Linked DNA regions of Rattus norvegicus: region 2 is linked to region 1. Evidence: chromatin contacts called from public Hi-C data. All regions are on one chromosome and are shown on one strand. Each heading gives the region's core, a stretch centred on a gene start, on an enhancer-like site or on the middle of the called end of the contact. The rest is flanking DNA. Distances are from core to core; before and after follow the strand shown. Region 1 holds the start of Ksr1 (kinase suppressor of ras 1). Region 2 overlaps Faul2 (FAU ubiquitin like and ribosomal protein S30 fusion like 2).

Evidence for each region. A called contact is a pair of places that touch in the nucleus more often than the background predicts.
Region 2: a contact with region 1 is called in a Hi-C map of psoas muscle, with 2.7 times the contacts expected there. The contact joins the enhancer-like site here to the promoter of Ksr1 in region 1. A contact is called at or near these places in 2 of 12 Hi-C or Micro-C datasets (Schwann cells and psoas muscle).

Annotation. Positions count from the first base shown.
Region 1 is chr10:64,593,767-64,600,435 of GRCr8, forward strand. Ksr1 (kinase suppressor of ras 1) reads right to left here and starts at 2,316. Exons shown (of 19, transcript NM_001382488.2): 1 at 1,769-2,316. The coding sequence starts at 1,999.
Region 2 is chr10:64,752,865-64,759,533 of GRCr8, forward strand. All of the region lies in intron 1 of Faul2 (FAU ubiquitin like and ribosomal protein S30 fusion like 2), which reads left to right. Among named protein-coding and RNA genes, the nearest start is that of Wsb1, 39 kb to the left of the region's middle. Within about 2 kb of position 4,182, at least 6 of the 93 cell types and tissues checked have an H3K27ac peak or open chromatin away from gene starts, as enhancers often do.

The DNA of each region.
Region 1 (6,669 bases), core at 1,066-3,565:
CCTTCAAATACACCGTAAAGAACAGGGCATGTGTCTTCTTCACAGTGCAGAAGCCACCAGGGGTTACCTCACAATGCATGCAGTAGGGAGGCTGCTGCCTAACCAGCTCAGAGGCCTGAACAGCTGGAGACTCTGGGGTATCTGATGCCACAACTTTGTCAAAACGTGCAACATTTGAGGACAAAGAGAATTTGCAGAGAATAAAGAGTAAGCCATTCTACATACACCCTGGGATCCAGGAGCACCTCAAAGGGACCTGGGGAGGAGCGGCAAAGGCCAACACAGAACATTCAGCAGCCCAACAACACAGCAGTGTAACAGATATACACTGCAGGACAACGACCCCAGAACTATGACACACAGGCCTCCTATTGTATCTGCTTAAAACGTGAACTTTGCTGGACACACAAGCTAAGCTGTGTTCAAGAAATCCACATGCAGAAAAGCCCAGTGCAGGGCTTTGTTGGTTTGTTTTTAAAGCAAAGCCCTGGTCAGTCCTGCTATAGCAACTGTAACAAAAACCAATAATAAGAGCCAACACTCTTTGGAGTCTCCCAATGGTCCTGGCTTCATGGCTTCTATGAAAATACAACTAAGGGAGAGTCACCCTGAGCATTTTGGATTAAACAAGGATTCAGGCTTGTGGTGTGAGAGGAGGGAGGACTGGTCTTGTAATAATTACAGCAATCACCGGCTGGCTCTATGACAGCTGGCAGATGCAATTAGCAAAAAAGAGAGAGGGGGGGGGAATTATGTATCTAATAAGACATCCTCAGATCTACAGACACCAACTGTGGCAATGGGGGGAATGAGGAGGGCAGGGGGGGCATCCTTCGGGACAGAGTTATTAACTGACCCTTCACTTTCAAAGGCCTTCCAGTCTCTAGGCAAAAGCAAGTTGGAAAGGCACTAGTTTTCCTCCAATGTGTAAGGGAGTGGGGAAGCGTCCCCTTCTGAAGTCCCAACCACCTTTCTGGCTGGTTCTTCCAAATCCTTTTAATGCTGCACTTCCCAACTATAATTTGAGAGAAGAGAACTCACACATTTTGTTTCTTCACTGCACTCCAGGGTCATCTCTGTCAGCAACCCCCTTAAGTAGCCTGTTCTTACCAAAGCTTCCCTTCCACACTATAATCCTTCCTAGGCCAAAGCTCAATGTTTGGGGTGGAGTAGGGAAGTCAACGGGTAATTTCATTTTAAGCAGTGAACCGCTGTGATATCGCCAAAGAAAAGCACCCCAACGCCCGAACAGCAAAAATGCTGTTTCAGCAAACACTTTTTGAAAAGCGGCAGAGACCTGGTGGAAAGGAAAGAGACAGACAAGGAAAGCGGGGTGTGAGGGGAAAGTTAGTGCTACCGACCGACGCTCACACTTCAGGGGACGTCCCCCCACCACCCCAGCCCACGCTACCGGACTTAAAGCACACAGAGAAAAGTCCAGCGCGTGATTCAGTGGGACAATAACCACTGTGGACACTGAAAAGGGGGTGAGGGCGGAAAGGGGTTTGCAGTGGGATGCCCGCGTGCATCCTACCCGGCACGCTGGTCTTCGAGACTCGATCCAGTCCCACACTAACACCCCCTCCCCCAAATTTTTCCAAAGTGAGCGCCGGTCATAGGTCCTCACTCTGCCGCATCAGCGAGCTCGGGCAAGGGAGGAAGACTCCAAACAGCAGACCCGGCTGCAGGATGCAACTCGGGAAGGAAAGCAGTGGGGCGGCTCCCGAGCCACAGCCGGGTCCGGACATGGGGCGCAGCGGCCCCTTACCTCTAGGGTCCGGATCTCCTGCTGCGTGAGGTCGTTGGACACTGAGCACTTGGTGCGCAGCCCGCGCAGACTGCCGATGGAGATATCAATGAGCTTCTGCAGCTGGCCGCACTGCTGCAGCGCCCGGCTGGCGGCGGCCCCTGCACCCCCGTCCGCGGCCGCCGAGGCGCCCCCGCCGCCGCCCTCCTTTTTCTCGCCCATCGCTGCTGCGCGCAACGCCGCTCTATCCATGCCTCGGCATCGGGGCCGCTGGGGGCCGAGGCGAGGTGCCCGGGGACACGGGCGCCTCCGCAGAGAAGTCCGGAGCCGGGAAGGCTGCACTAGGAGCGCCCCTCGGTGCCTCCGAAGCCTGCAGTCCCGAGAGCCTGCTGCTCAGTCCGCTCCTCCTACCACTCAGACGCGGCGGCAAAGCGAAAGCCTCCGCGACCCGACGGCTGTGGTTGCCGGAGCCTTTAAGCGACCGCGGGGGCCGGATCGGGGCCGCGGCGTATCCTGGGACTTGTAGTGCGCATCTTGCATCTGCCTTCTGGCCCGCGCCCTCGGGGCCCCGCCCGCACTCTGGCCCCGCCTGACGCCTAGAAGGGGCTGCTCTGCGCCTGCTCCAATTCGTGTGCGTCGTGGTCTTGGTAGTTTGATTCCCAATCCCCTTTCGTTCCTTTACCCTCATCTCCCCCTACTACGCCCTTCTCACACACGCAAGCGCACACACATCAGTAGCTTCCCTAGACCGGCGAATGGGGTGGGGCAGGGACTGATGGCTCAGACACAGATAACCCCTGTCTTGTGGGAGCCTCAATAGGGTCCCAAATTTTTCGTGTGAGCTTAGGGGTTGCCATGTATGGGAATGCACTAAGGATTGCTCAGCCGCAGAACACTCGCCTGACAAACACAAAGCCCTAGGTTTGATTCCCCAACACTGTTGAAAGAAAAGAAAAAGAAACACCCACCTTCATCTAAATTTCACACTTGACTCTGAGTTGTCTTTGCGTTCACATAAAGCTTGACCTTGAATTGTCACACCAAAGTTAATATGCCGGCAAGGAGAAAGGACTTTCTTCTGTGTTCTATTTGCTCAACAAAATAAGTTTAGTGTCCCATACCCTGCAGATGCCACGTGGGCAGGATATTAATTTGTTGAACACTTCTAAAGTTTCGGGGCAGAGAGAACCTGGCTTCAAATTTGAGTCCTACCACTCCACTACCCAGTATGTGAATTTGGACAAATGGCTTTTCCTCTGAGTGCCCAAGTTTCCCCTTCACAGCCATCTAGCCCAGAGGGCGTCTAAAAAGGTTATTATATTTGTACAGCACCCAGATTAACTACTGGCATGTGTGATCATGTATACATGTTAGCTCCCTTCTAACCTCAGACTGTTCAGATGAGACCCTGAGCCTAAGCAGTCCCGTGATCTTAGCAGCGGTATTCCCCGGTCCGCCCTAATCCAACATCTAAGCTTTATCACACCTGTTCACTCTCCTCTCCTGGTCGACTGTCTCACGTGTTCTAGCAATAAAAATGAAGTGAAAGCAAGCCAGGTGGCAGTGGCACCCAGGAGGCAGAGGCAGGAGGATCTCTGTGAGTTCGAAGCCAGCCTGGTCTTCAAAGCAAGTTCCAGGACAGTCAGGGCTAGACAGAGAAACCCTGTCTTAAGGCGGGGGGGGGGGGGGGGGGGGGGGGGGGAGTGAAATTGAAGCCAAGTATGGTGCACACCTTCAATCTCAGCACTCCAGAGGCAGAGGCAGGAAGATCTCTGTAAGTTTGAGACCAATCTGGTCAAATCATGAATTCAAGACAGGCTTGGGCTATATAATGAGATCTTACCTCAAAACAGGGTTGGGATAGCACAGCACTTAAGAGCTCTTCTCCTGCAGAGGGTGTGGAGTTCTGTTCCCAGCACCCATGTGATGGCTTACAATCATTTGTAACTTCAGTTCTAAGGGTTCTGATGCCTTCTAACTTCTGTGGGAACCAAGTATTCACATGGTTACACATATATGCATACATGTAGGCAAAACACTCATACCCATAAAATAAAATTAATCAAACAGAGCTAAACAAAAACAGCTAGGTATGGAGGTCCACATCTATAATCCAAGCCTTTTACAGGCAGAGGTCAGAGGATTCCTTATGTGAGACCAGTCTAACCTATCTAGCGGGACCCTGTCTTAAACGGTTATGATGATACAACAATCCTCACTCTGTGAACAAGACTCCTGTGAAGTACTTACACATTCCCCGGTGCTGACTGTGGCCATAGCCAACCCCACTCCAGACCCTGCATTAGAGGAGCAACTACCCGGAAATAAAGCTGCAATGGTGGTTTTCCAAGCTTGAATAACATCACAATCAGGGGAAGGACTCCTTCATCCTAGAATGATAGACCCATCCTGTAGTTTCCTGATCCATAGATCTGAACCTAGGCCTTGAGAATTTGCATTTCTAGCAAGTCCTTAGGTGATACTGGCAACCATAGACAGCATGCTTTGAGAAGCCACAGTGCAGAAGTTGAATGGATTTCTCAATCTCTCTCCACCTTGTTGTTTTGAGGCAGGGTCTCTCACTGAACCTGGAGGTTGCCAGTTCTGCTAGACTAGTTGGCTAACAAGCCTCAGGAATCACAGGCATGTCTTGCTGGTCCACATTTTACCTGGGTGTTAGAGCATCAAACTTAAGTCCTTAGGCTTGGATGGCGAGCACTTTACCAACTGAGAAATGTGGCACAGACACCTTATTGTCCTGCGGCCTGTGGTACTCATGCTTATCCATGCCACCATGGTGACAGCAGCAGGGCTGGAGACAAACTTCAACCTCTTGGCTGCTATCCTTGGGCAGCTGACAACATGTGTCATACATTCACACAGATACACATAAACATACATAAAAATAAATCTAAACCGAGCACACACACACACACACACACACACGTGTCAACAATAAATTCAGAGAATATTGGGTGCTATAAAAGAAGAAAAAGAAGTATCCGAAGGTCACAGAACTGAGGTTGGTCAGTTTTATTTTGTTTGTTTTTTTTTTTTTTTTTTTGGTTCTTTTTTTCGGAGCTGGGGACCGAACCCAGGGCCTTGCGCTTCCTAGGCAAGCGCTCTACCACTGAGCTAAATCCCCAACCCCTTTATTTTGTTTTTGAAGCACTCACTATGTAGCCTAGGATGTGACCTTGATCCCCTCATCCTCCTGCCTCTGCCTTCCAAGTGACAGGATGACAAATGTGTACACAACACTGGGCTGTGCAGAGATCTGAATAAGGAAATGAAGCTACTTGTGCACGTGGTTCCCCAGGAAAGGGCCACTCCAAGCAGGGGCCACGTGCAAAGGCCCAGAGGCAGGAACGTGACGCACTGCAGGAAGAGAAGGAAGGCTCAGATCACCACAGCCTGACGAGAAAGAGCAGGAGGAGATGGTCCAGGGAAACGGGACGGGGCTAGGTAAAGCAGGGCATAGAAGGGAGGCTGGGAATTGTCTGTAAGCCTGTATCACTCCTGATATGGCACAAGAGCAATGGTAACTACGTCACCTGGGAACCCCTTAGAAATGTCCTGGGGGCAGGCAAGATGGCCCATGGACTGCCAAGCCAGAAGATATGAGGACAATCCCTAAGACTCACATGTTGGAAGGAGAGAACATACTCCCAAAAGTTGTCCTCTGACTGCCAGATGTAGGCCATGACACATTTCCACACACGCGCACACCATATAAAAACATGGGGGAGGGTATATGAAGGAAAAACACGCCACCAAGAGCAAGGTGTAGCAGCCCAGGTACTAGAGAGGTAGGAGAATCTGTTCACTGTCAGTTTCAGAGTTCTGTGACCAGCCTGGTTGCTGGGAATTGAACTCAGGACCTCTGGAAGAGTAGTCAGTGCTCTTAACCACTGAGCCATTTCTCTAGCCCCATAATATATATTTCATAGAGATAATTAATTTTGTGTGTGTGTGTGTGTGTCAGAGAGAGAGAGAGAGAGAGAGAGAGAGAGAGAGAGAGAACAGGTCAGAGGAGACAACTTTGGTCCAGGGGCTGAACTGGGTCATCAGGCTTGGTAGTAACTGCCTTTACTTTCTGAGTCATCTTCCCTGCTTCCTTGATTGAAAAGAAGACAAGTGACTCTGTCTCGAGGAGCACACTGGTGCCTTAGGGTGTACACTGTCTTTTTCCATAAGCACCCTCCTCTTCCCTCAAGCCTATCCTTAAATCTGTATTAAAACTATTTCTTGGGTTGAAGCTGGAGCTCAGCTAGCTCAGTGCTTGGGTAGTACGTACAAAACTCTAGATTCAATCTCCAGGACCACAGGAACCGGGTCTGGTGACATATGCCTGGAAACCCAGCACTCAAGAGGCAGAGGGTAGAGGATCAGAAGTTCGAGGTCATCCCCCGCTACAAAATGTTCAAGGCTAGCTTGGGATATGTAAAACTCTATCTCAACTAAACAAACGCAAACCAAAACCAACAGAAAACCCAAGAACAGTCTCTTTCTCTCTTTAATTGTATTTATCGTTGTTAGCCTGTGAACATGCAAGTGGAGGTCGGGGGCAGCTTTGTGGAGTCTCCTCTCTTGCCTTTATGTGGACTCTGGGGGATTCAGGTCATCAGCATGCAGAGGAAGTACTCTTGCTGGCTAAGCCTCTCACTGGCCCACAAACCTCTTTTTTAGTAAGCTCCAACTTCGTTTGATTATACAAAATACAGACTAGCAGTTGCAAGTATCCTACCTTAACCTCCTGTCACCCTGTCACCCTTTCAACATCTCCTGATTATCTAGAACACCTCATGCAGTGCCAATGCTGTGTATAGGGCTTTCCTAGTGTGTCACACAGGGAATGGTAACAAGAAAAAGTCTAAGAGGTGAGGGCCGTGGAAGAGCTCTCGTCTGACCAGCTCATGGCC
Region 2 (6,669 bases), core at 2,932-5,431, 160 kb after region 1:
GTGAGATGGCTCAGAGGTTAAGAGCACTGACTGCTCTTCCAGAGGTCCTGAGTTCAAATCCCAGCAACCACATGGTGGCTCACAACCATCTGTAATGGGATCTGATGCTCTCTTCTGGTGTGTCTGAAGAGAGCAACAGTGTACTTACATACATAAAATAAAGAAATAAATCTTAGAGGGGTGGAGGTGAGAAAGCATAGGATAGAGGGGTGTGAGCTCATGTGGGGAGGGGGACCCAAGAACGAGGTTGCTGGCAGGCAGAACCTAGCACAGGGGGGGATATGAACAAGCTTGGTACCTGAGGAAACTGAATTCAACATGTACCACCATGCATGTGTGCCTGCATGTACACACACACATCAAAACAAAACATGAAATTACATTGGCAGGCACGGGTACTGTGTTTGGAGAAAGTCAGCACCACTGACTAGCAGCCACAGATGAGCTCTTTTCCCAGTTCTCAAATGCAGAACTTGCTGCTCTGTCACACCAGGCCTTTCTAGTCCAGAGCCAGAGGAAGAAAACGTGGCTGGCCTTCGGAAGGACTTGTGCAGCAGGAATTAGGTCTTTAAAAGGAAGCGGGAAGTTTCTCTTTGAATCAACTCTTCCTCCTACTTTCTTGTCCCTTGAGTAACGGTCAGTGGAAGGCAGAAGAAATGGAGATTTTTATGTTACTTGAACTTTTAGAGTTTTGGGGGCTTTCGGATTATGTAGTCCAGACTGGCTCAGAACTTGTGATTGTCTAACCTCGGCATCCTGAGTGCTGAGATTCTAGGGTTGTGCCACCACACCTGCCTGCCATCTCTCATCTTAGGTTTTGAGTATGCATCTTGGGAGGTCCCTAAGGAACAAACTGGAGATGGATGAGTTTGGGAACTCATTGCCTCTCTGTCTGGCAGTGTACACATTTCTTTTTGGAAGCCCAGCATGACCCAGCTTCTCTCTCCTGCTGGCCATATGGAGCTGCTCTTCTGGGCTCTTCTCACAACCTGGTCTGCCCAGTCTCGTAGAGCAGGACCTTGTCCTGGAGGAGCTGTCACAACAGGGGAAAGGATGCAGTAATGACAGTAAGCAGAGTCTCAATTAGGATTTTTATTGCTGCAATAAAACGCCATGACCAAAGAAACCTGGGGAGGAAAGTATGTGTTCAGTTTATGCTTCCTCATGAGAGGAACCTGGACAGGGACCTGGAGACAGGAGCTGATGCAGAGACCAGGAAGAATACGTCTTACAGGCTTGTTCCTCACGGCTCGCTCAGCCTGCTTTCCTATAGACCCCAGGACCACCAGCCTAGGCATGGCACCACCTGTCTATCTCTAATTAAGAAAATGTCCTACAGGGGTTGGGGATTTAGCTCAGTGGTAGAGCCCTGGGTTCGGTCCCCAGCTCCGAAAAAAAAAAAAAAAAAAAAAGAAAAAAGAAAAAAAAAAGAAAATGTCCTACAGGCTTGTCTACACCCTGATCTGTTTGGTTCATTGGTTTTTGTTTTCCAAGACAGGATCTCTGTGTAGCTTTGGCTGGCCTCGAACTAAGAGATCCACTTGCCTCTGCCTCTTGAGTGCTAGGATTGTGTGTGCCACCACCACACGGCCAGCCTGAACTGAGAGAAAATTCTAAAATAAGGCTCCCTCTTCTCGGTGTCAAGAGAGACTCTTGCTTGACTCTAGCTTGTTGACATAAACCTAGCCAGTAAAAGTGGCTAGACAAAACACATTCAGAGGTCAAAAATGAATCCCCGAGATGAACAGTCTTCTGGGAGCAGGCAACTCAGTACAATGCCAGAATTGATTGAGGCAGGAAGATTGCTGAGCTCTAGGTGAGCTGCATAGAGAGTTCCAGGCCAGCCTGTGCTATACTGTGAGATCCTGTCTCCCCGCACACAAAGGACAGGAACTCACTATAAAAGTAGCAGAGCCCAGGAACCCTCACACACAGCCCTTTTTTGTCTTGGTTTGGTTTTTGAGACAATTCTACTATTTTACCCAGTGTTTCTGGAACTCCTTAGCTCCAATAATCCCCCTGCCTCAGGGCCCTGAGTAATGGGGACTTTGGTGCATGGATGCCCTGTACCCAGTTCCTCATTATTCATTGAACCTGTGGCAGGCTCTGTACTAACATCTTTTTATACATCTCATGTCATCCTCTGACAGACCTTACAGGGGACTCTTGTTCTTTCTGTCACTTTCTTTTTTTTTTTTTTTTTTCTTTTTTTTTTTAAAGATTTATTTTATTTATTATATATCTAAGTACACCGTAGCTGTCTTCAGATACACCAGAAGAGGGCATCAGATCTCTTTACAGATGGTTGTGAGCCACCATGTGGTTGCTGGGAATTGAACTCATGACCTCTGGAAGAGCAGTTGGGTGCTCTTAACTGCTGAGCCATCTCTCCAGCCCAACTTTCTTTTAGCCAGGATCTCACTAATGTGGATGTAGTCCTGATTAGCCTGGACTCACAGAGATCTTCCTGCTTTTGCCTCCCAAGTTCTGGAATAAAAGACACATGCTACCACAGGGGCTCTCTCTCTCTCTCTCTCTCTCTCTCTCTCTCTCTCTCTCTCTCTCTCCCTCTCCCTCTCCCTCTCTCTCTCTCTCCCTCTTTCTCTGTCTCTGAAACAGGGTCAAACTCCTGATCTTCTCCAGTGCTGAAAATTACAGGCATGAACCATCTACCATTTGGTTTATCTTGCTGGGTTTTTTACATATAAGGTTTATCTTATTTTATGTGTGGATGTTTGACCTGCATGCATGTTTGTGCACCACATCCATGCTCTGGTGCCCACAAAGGTCAGAAGATGGGGTCAGAGCCCCTGGGACTGGAGTTACAGTGGTTGTGAACCACCATGTGGGTGCATAGAATTAAACCCAGGTCCTCGGGTTGGAGAGATGGCTCAGCGGTTAAGAGCACCCGACTACTCTTCCAGAGGTCCTGAGTTCAATTCCCAGCAACCACATGGTGGCTCACAACCATCTGTAAAGAGATCTGATGCCCTCTTCTGGTGTATCTGAAGACAGCTACAGTGTACTTATATTTAATAAATGAATAAACCTTTTAAAAAAAAAAAAACCAGGTCCTCTGAGCATCTCTCCAGCCCTTGTCTTGTTCTTTTACCTAGTGGAGCGGTTTCCATTCTGTGCCTGTGCCATTATTAGTAGCAGTACTTGTTTCCCTTCTAGAGGCAGGGTCTTTCCATGTAGCTCTGTTTAGCATAATATTCAATATGTACCCCAGGCTAACCCTAAATGTGTAGGGATCTTCCTGTTTCAGCCCCAGAGTGGTGGGATTCCAGGCATCACCATAGCCTTCAAAGGCTTTTTTTTTTTTTTGAAAATGGAAGAGAGAAATATCAGCTATATCCAAGTTTGAGAAGAAGTTTGCTGATATATATATATATATGTGTGTGTGTGTGTGTATATATATATATGTGTGTGTGTGTATATATATATATATATATGTGTGTGTGTGTGTGTGTGTGTGTGTGTGTGTGTGTGTGTGTGTATTTTTTTTATGGTAAGCCAGGAGCTGGCGAGATGGCTCAGAAGTTAAGAGTATTTGGTACTTTTTTTTTTTTAAGACCTATTTATTTTATTTATCTTCAGACACACCAGAAGAGGGCATCAGATCCCATTACAGATGGTTGTGAGCCACCATGTGGTTGCTGGGATTTGAACTCAGGACCTCTGGAAGAGTAGTCAGTGCTCTTAACAGCCGAGCCATCTCTCCAGCCATATTTGGTAGTCTTACAGAGGACCTGAGTTCAGTTCCCCACACCTACAGTCACCGGTAACTACTGGGGAGGCAGAGGCAGGCAGACTCCAGGAGTTCAAGGCTGGTCTGGTTCATACAAAGATAGAACTACTTAGTGAGACTCTGTCCCAAAAAATAACAGATGGGGCAGCAGGGGAGTAGGCAGCGGTGTGGTTGTTTTAATCCCAGGGCTAGGGAGGCTGAATCAGGAGGACCACCTTTTTCCAGACCAGTCTGGGCTCCTTCCATAGGCAGAACCTGCCTTCAAAATCAAAAACCAACAAAAAGGTTTGTTAGACAAGACTCTGCTGTGGTAAGTCTATTGACATTCACCCTGATTATAAAACCACCCCGTATATCACCTGCTGCCAAGCAATTCCCTTCGCCCATCGGGGAGGAAAGGTTTTTATGTTTGACAAATAAGGCAAAAGCACACAATACATGGCTAAGCAAAGGAACAGGAAAACCAGCCACAGAACACTGAAAACCAGGAAGTGGATCTGAGCTTTAAGGGACTTCTGCCCTCTGCTGGCAATGTTTGCTATTGCACTGCCTGGGTGGTTTGGTTTTTTGTTGTTGTTTTGTTTTTTTTTTAAGTTAACCAGCAAATTCAGAATTTTATTTATTCGTTTAAATTTTTCTTAAATACACCTCATGTACCTCTTGATGAGCCTTGAACTACATAGCCAAGAATGACATGGGCTTTCTGATCCTCTTCTTGGTCTTCCAAGTGCTGGGTTTATAGGCTTGTGTCATCCTGCCTGACTTTATGAGCTTCTGAGGTTCAAACCTCAGCAAGCCAGTGAGCTCACTACAACTGAGCTACACGCGGGCCCAAATGAGAATCTTACAGTTGAGGTTTATGGCCCATGGAGTCTAAATCCTTCTTTTTAGGGATGAAAAAAGTGTGGTTCATGATTTGTTCAGAAGAGGTTGTTTTGTGGTCCTAGAGATTGAAGATAGGCTTTGCTTATGCCAGGCCAGAGCTGGGCCACTGAGCCCCTTATCAGTGTGTTTATGAAACTCTCCCAAAGTCACTCAGTCAGTCGTGTAGTAACAGCCCAGGACCTGTCCCTGGAAATGCATTGTTGTCAGCAAACTCAGATTTACAGAGACTCTCCACAGGGTGAGTGAACACTTTAGATTATCTGTAGAAGAGCATCCTTTTAAGCCGAGCTGGGGCTGGAGCTCTGGTAGAGTGCACTCCCAGTGTGAACAGTACCCTGAGTGTGATTGCTGGCACCACAAGCAAAACAAAAAGCCTCTGACATACTAAATGGGGTGATCCAGGGTGAGAGTGAGTGGCTGAGGATGGGGCTAAGCAGCAGATGGCCTGGGTTCAAATACACACACTCGCACGCACACCATACAAACACACACACGCACCACACACACACCATACACACACACACATATCCTACAAACACACACACACCATACACATACACCATATAAACACACACACACCACACCCACCCACACACACCAGACACACATACACACCATACACACACACACACCACACACACACACCATATAAACACATACACACCACACCCACACACACACCAGACACACATACATATCATACACACACACACACACACACACACACACACACACACACACACACACACACAAAAGGAAGGAGGACTGGAGAGATGGCTCAGTGATTATAGAGCACAGACTTTCTTCCAGAGGTCCTGAGTTCAATTCCCAGCAACCACATGGTGGCTCACAACCATCTGTAATGGGATCTGATGCTCTTTTCTGGTGTGTCTGAAGACAGCTGTAGTGTACTCATATACATAAAATAAATACATCTTTAAAAAAGAAAGAAAGGAGAGAGAGAGGAGAAGGGAAGAAAGGAAGGAAAGAAGAAGGAGTCAGGGATTGCTGGAGAGATCTCTTAGTGGTTAAATGTTCTTGCTGTACTTCAAGAGGACCCAATTACCTGTAACTCCAGTCCTCCAGTTTCAGGGGATTTGACAACCTCTTTTGGCCTTCTTGGGCACCTGCATGGATGTGGCATACACACACACACACACACACACACACACACACACACACACACACACACACACACGGGGTCAAGGGAAGGGAAGGGAAGAGAAAGGAGGGGGAGAGAGAAAAATTAAGAAAATAATTTTAGGCCAGGCATGTTTGTGCACAATATTTCTGGACCAACTTTGAAAAGCCAGGTCTCATAGGAAGATGTTTTTTAAAGGTATTAAAAATACTTAAGAAAGGGGTTGGGGATTTAGCTCAGTGGTAGAGCGCTTGCCTAGCAAGCACAAGGCCCTGGGTTCGGTCTCCAGCTCCGAAAAAAAAAAAAGAAAAGAAAGAAAAAATACTTAAGAAAAACAGATGGTGGAGGAATAGAGTGGCCTGTGAGGCGGAGAGAAACCGAACTAGAGATGAGGCGGTGTCGTGGTTGGTGCAGGTCCTCAGGCTGCCAGGAGGTTCGGGCCACCACACGCTTGCCTCCCTTGTTGCTGCTCTATAGGCCAGAGACCCCATGATCCACAGTTGGGGAGCTGCTGTGCTGCCCCTCACGCTTACTCGACCTCCTGGGGAGAGGAGAGGGCTGCGAGCATGACGGTTGTATCTGGGATGCAGATGGGGCAGCCGCTGCCAAGAGCAGGGTGGTGAACAGCCTAGAGGTCCGGCTCCAATCACACACACACACACACACACACACACACACACACACACACACACACACGTCGTGCTGCCCAACTGCAGGATCACCTTGACTCTGCAACAACAAGATATCCAAGATGGAGAATAGTACATTTCCTGGACTGAGTCTCCTTGAAAGACTTCTGTGGTCCATGCTGCCACCGGAGGCCATGTTTATGTCTGCGATCTGTACTGCAGCCAAGTTGAAGTGGAAGTACATGATCTGTGCTGCCTGCTGC